Regions from separate parts of the Rattus norvegicus genome. Here region 1 is linked to region 2. Evidence: chromatin contacts called from public Hi-C data. All regions are on one chromosome and are shown on one strand. Each heading gives the region's core, a stretch centred on a gene start, on an enhancer-like site or on the middle of the called end of the contact. The rest is flanking DNA. Distances are from core to core; before and after follow the strand shown. Region 1 holds the start of Clk2 (CDC-like kinase 2). Region 2 has its middle 15 kb from the start of Fdps.

Region 1 (2,700 bases), core at 53-2,552, 48 kb before region 2:
GCTGGGATGAACGACTTGCAAGACCACACTTGACATATCCTAAGCTGGCCTCGATTTTTTTGATCTGTAGCCTAGGATGGCCCTGAATGTCTTCTGATCCAAGTGCAGAAATTACAGACCAGCCTCATGATGGCGCTGGGGCTTACACAGACTGGAGATAAACCCAGGACTTCTTCATGACCACCACCACCACATCACCTGAGCTATAACCCTAGCCTACTAAGTACTTTTTAATTAATATCAGTAATATTTGGCTGGCAGCTGGGTCTCCATTAAATGAAATGGACTGACTAAGATTCATGAATCCTTTTTTAGTCAAAGGGGAAAAATCAGAGCGAAATCACTGTTATAATCCAGGAAAAGCACAGGACGATCTGAGTAAGATGAGCCTCTGGGACAGTCTTGGTCCAAGACTGACAACATGAGGTCTGTAGTTTTGACTCCAACATCTGGTTGCCATTCTCTGCCGCTTCCTCACAACCTTCTTAAATTAAGGAAAGTAACCTACTGTACATTGGCCTAAAGTGGCTGACAGGAAGGAAACTGAGAAGACGCAAGCACTAGACTTTGCCAGGTAACCCAATCTTAACTTAATGAATAGAAATGCCATCTCACTTTGGAGACCTACCAACAAAGTCACTGCGGCCTTTCCTAGAAAAGCATATCTAGTTTAGCTTCCTCAACTTCTAAACTTTTCTTCCTATCTTACTCAAAAAAGCCGGAATAATTCCCTAGAGTCAAACTCTTCCTCTACACTGCCATCTTAACACTTTTCGGTTCATATTAAACCCTTGGTCCAACTTTTGCACGTCTGGAATCGCTCCTGTCTGTACCTCATCACTTCTACAGCTCCTCCAAGTTTACTATACTGTAGGTCTTGCTACTACACAGAAGCACGTCGACCTCCCTCCCTCTCATCTCGCTAATCTGCTGCTTCCAGAGCCCAACACTCCTAATGTCTCCATATCCCGTTGCCGCCCGTCTGGCGGTAGCCATCTTTCCGCGGCCCCAAGGTCCGCCAGCCCGCGCGCTCACCGTTCTGGCGGCGAGGCCCGTGCGCTTGTCCCACAGGAAGTCCGTGATGGCGGCGGCACTGCGGCCGGAGTCCCGGCACCCCCGCGGCGACGAAGTGCGGTTCCACCCCCCAACCCGGGGCCCTGGGACCTCCCGCCCCGTTCCCGGGCTCTGCTCCAGTCCCGCCCGCCCGGGCTCCGTCCCCGCCCCCAGGATCCGCTCGGCGCCTCTCGCACCGCCCCCGCCCGGGGCCCGATCCCAGCTCGGTCTCCGGCTCTGGCCTCTCCGCTCCGCCGCCGCCGCCGCCGCCGTGAGCGAGCACGCACGCACGCACGCACGCACGCACGTACTGCGTCACTTCCCAGCCTCTTATGGGCTCCGCCCACACACGCAGGGCCTTTCCGGGTGGTGTGCCACTCTCCAGAGTTCAAGAAGCTGTGGGTCCGGCTCAGGGTGTGGGTCCGGAGACACCAGGAACTTGTCGTGTGTTTGTTGGGTCTCTACTCCTTTTATCCTTTCCCTTGACACCTTCCTCTTGCTCTTCACCGGAAGACATTGTAGCTTATTTCATATTGGCTGTTTAAAGGATTATTTACATTGTATCACTGTTGGGCAAAGGACTCTTGTGAGGCTTTCTGAAGTCTGATTCTTCAAACAAAACTTAAAAAACATACCCTCCCGCTGCCGAACGCTAGCAAAGAAAGGCTCCCTCTTTGTCCTGCACAAAAGCCTTTCATGTTTCGGGCAGGTGCATAGCGAGAGAGGAAGGAAAATTAGACGCCAGAATGGGGAACCATTGTGGTTTAGCTAATTTATATTAAGTACAAATGTTCAAAATCATCTTTTTTTTTTTCGGTTCTTTTTTTTCGGAGCTGGGGACCGAACCCAGGGCCTTGCGCTTCCTAGGCAAGCGCTCTACCACTGAGCTAAATCCCCAACCCCTCATCTTTCTTTTTAGATCTACCTTAAATTACTTATGTTTCGGGGCTGGGGATTTAGCTCAGTGGTAGAGTGCTTACCTAGGAAGCGCAAGGCCCTGGGTTCGGTCCCCAGCTCCGAAAAAAAAGAACCAAAAAAAAAAAAAATTTACTTATGTTTCTGTAGCAGGGAATGTACATTTCAGTATTCATGAGGTCAGAAGAAGGAGTCAAATCCCCTGAAGCTGAGGTCACAGGCAGTTGTGGGCTGGCCATTGTGGCCATTGTGGATGTGGATCCTCCAGAATATTGAACTCCTAACCACTGAATCATCTATCTCTCCAGTCCCAGTTTACTAAATATTACCGAAGAAGAAGGAGAAGAAGAAAAAAAAGGAAGAAGCAGTAGGTAATTATGGTGGTTCATGGGGCTGGGGATTTAGCTCAGTGGTAGAGCGCTTACCTAGGAAGCGCAAGGCCCTAGGTTCGGTCCCCAGCTCCGGAAAAAAAAGAACCAAAAAAAAAAAAAAAAAAAAAATGGTGGTTCATGCCCATAAGACTGAGGTGGGACGATTTAAAGGAGCTCAAGGCCAGCATGGACTACAGTGTTGAGACTGTCTCAAAAACAAACTAGTTCAGGATGTGGCTTAGTTGATAGAGCACTTGTCTTTTACCCAGAGTGCCCTGGCAAGAGAGCCACACATACAATTTACACATGGAATCAATCCCAGGACATGGGAGATGGAGGCAGGATTAAGGTTATCTTTGCT
Region 2 (2,700 bases), core at 59-2,558:
GCCATAAAGATAAACCCATTTTTTATTTTTTTGGTTCTTTTTTTCGGAGCTGGGGACCGAACCCAGGGCCTTGTGCTTCCTAGGTAAGCGCTCTACCACTGAGCTAAAAGCCCAGCCCCAAGATAAACCCATTTTTGCCCCTTAAATTCTGGAATTAAAGGAGTATGCCACTATGTCCAGACCTCTTCCTTTTTTAATAAACTGTCTCTAACTCGGGAGTGGGCAGATCTCTGAGTTTGAATCCAGCCTGGTCTACAGATCTAGGATAGCCAGGGCTACAATGAGAAACCTTGTCTTGAAAAACCTAAATAAACAAAATAGTCTCTCTATTTCTTTTTATTTTTTTTTCTTTTTTAAAAAAAAGTATATTCAGGAACGCCCAGATAGAGATGCATAAAACAAGGTTTAAGAAGGTTAAAAAAAGGGTTGGGGATTTAGCTCAGTGGTATAGTGCTTGCCTAGCAAGGCCCTGGGTTCGGTCCCCAGCTCCGGAAAAAAAAAAAAAAAGGTTAAAAAAAAAAAAAAAAAAAAAAAAAAAAAAAAGGGCTGGAGAGTTGGCTCAGAGGTTAAGAGCACTGTCTGCTCTTCCAGAGGTCCTGAGTTCAATTCCCAGCAACCACATGGTGGCTCACAGCCATCTATAATCAGGTCTGGTGCCCTCTTCTGGCCTGCAGGCATACATGCAGGCAGAAAGCTGTATGACGTATACATAATAAATAAATAAATGTTAAAAAAAAAAAAGTCCTGAGTACGAAATAATTCTGTCTCCATGGAGCTGGGCAGGCCACCTGTAGGGCAGCCTGAAGTACTGTCAGGGTTCCTCATAACCATTTCATCATGGATGCGTGATAAATTATTAACTGGAAGTTTCAAGTGTCATACTATGATCTTGTGACCAGCTGCCATCTGGAGCCACCAAAAGAGTTTTCTGATTGGAAGCCAATGAGAGCCAGGCGTGGTGGCACATGACCTTTACTCCCAACAGAGGATGACCCTGAGTTTGCAGCCAGCCTGGTCTACATAGGGAGTTTCAGGACAGCCAGAAGAAACCCTGTCTTGGGGGTGAGGACTGCCAATCAATCAGCATTCCTGAAGAGTGGCTGGTTAAAGCATCTGTACTAGTGCCTCAGTGTTCGAAGTGCACTAGTTGCTCTTTTTTTTTTTTTTTTTTTTTTGGTTCTTTTTTCCCAGAGCTGGGGACCGAACCCAGGGCCTTGTGCTTCCTAGGCAAGCACTCTAGCACTGAGCTAAATCCCCAACCCCGCACTAGTTGCTCTTACAGAGGACCTTGCACCCACACGGTGGCTCACACCAGAGAATCCACCCCCTCTCCTGACTCTCTTCAGGCAGCAGGTACGTACATGCCATATAGATACATATGCAGGCAGCATCCTGTAAATATAAGATAAAAAAAAACTTTTTTAAAAATGTCAATGGTGGGCTGGAGAGATGGCTCAGTGGTTAAGAGCACTGACTGCTCTTCCAGAGGTCCTGAGTTCAATTCCCAGCAACCACATGGTGGCTCACAGCCATCTGTAACGGAACTGGATGCCCTCTTCTGGTGTGTCTGAAGGGAGCTACAGTGTACTCATATACATTTGAGAGATAGATAGATAGATAGATAGATAGATAGATAGATAGATAGATAGATAGAGTAGCAAACCTCATACAGGACATTCAGAACATACAGAACAAAACAGGATGTGTGGTCAGCTTGTCAATCAGCTTGTCTTTGAGCCAAGCCATTTCTGTGTCAATGATGGGCAGGCGTGTTACAGCAACAATATGAAATAGCTGTCAGGCATGGAACAAAATAGCTACAGTTATTCGGAGGGGTGTGTGTGTATGTGTGTGCGCGCGTGTGTGAGTGTGTGTGTGTGTATGTGTGTGCCAGACCATAACAAACATGATTAACTCCTGACCTCAGAAACAGTGAGAGCCTGGGAAGCCAAGGCCATGTGAAGAACCAGCCTGGGGTCTATTTCATTGTAAGAGAAACCAGGTTCATTCCAGCTTATGACTAAACCTCTGTTTCTCAAGGACTGGCTCTGCCCCACCTGTAACCTTGACTACAAATGGTTCTGTACTGTCTATTGCAGAAATGGCGATCATGTGCTTGCCTCACATCATCTCGCAATACTACCTTTGTATGACCAGCTGTGACTGCCCGTTATGCTCACCTTGCCCCCATGTTTCTGATTCAGGAGGTCATCAGGACCAACTTGTTCTGCGTATGTCCTGCTCCTGTAACCCTCTCTAATTTGCTCACCAAATCCCACATTTGGAAATTCCCTGAGTTATGAAATCCCTGTCTTCCTCACATCTTAAACTCTGCCTTAGTGGGAGGCATCTCGTGTACAGGAACAAGGTAGCTTGCTTAAATTAACTGCTTGCTTTAGTTAATTTGTCCATGATGATTTGGGTTAATGGCCTTTCTCCTCCCATCCTTGGGATAAGCACATGCTTGTCCTAGGAGAGCCATCTACGTATAGTTTGTGTGGGGGATTGTTAAAACAAACAAACACACACACACATACCAGTGGTTTTATATTAAGAACACAGCAAGAGCAGCCCAGCTGGAAGAGAGCTCACGTAACATGTAAGAAGCGCTGGATTCCATCCGAGCACCACATAAAACAGGGTGGTGGATGATGAACGTCTGTAATCCCAGTGCTTGGTGCACAGTGTCAGGAAGATCCG

The links. A called contact is a pair of places that touch in the nucleus more often than the background predicts.
Region 1: a Hi-C map of liver shows a contact between it and region 2, with 2.5 times the contacts expected there. The contact joins the promoter of Clk2 here to the enhancer-like site in region 2. A contact is called at or near these places in 8 of 12 Hi-C or Micro-C datasets (the A7r5 cell line, the Rat2 cell line, Schwann cells and 4 more).

Annotation. Positions count from the first base shown.
Region 1 is chr2:176,867,025-176,869,724 of GRCr8, reverse strand. It overlaps Clk2 (CDC-like kinase 2), which reads right to left and starts at 1,302. Exons shown (of 13, transcript NM_001014254.1): 1 at 1,036-1,302. It also overlaps a transcript of Hcn3 not described here.
Region 2 is chr2:176,818,754-176,821,453 of GRCr8, reverse strand. No RefSeq gene overlaps it. Among named protein-coding and RNA genes, the nearest start is that of Fdps, 15 kb to the right of the region's middle. Within about 2 kb of position 1,308, at least 6 of the 93 cell types and tissues checked have an H3K27ac peak or open chromatin away from gene starts, as enhancers often do. A contact at or near this core is called in hepatocytes and liver, where this site is marked.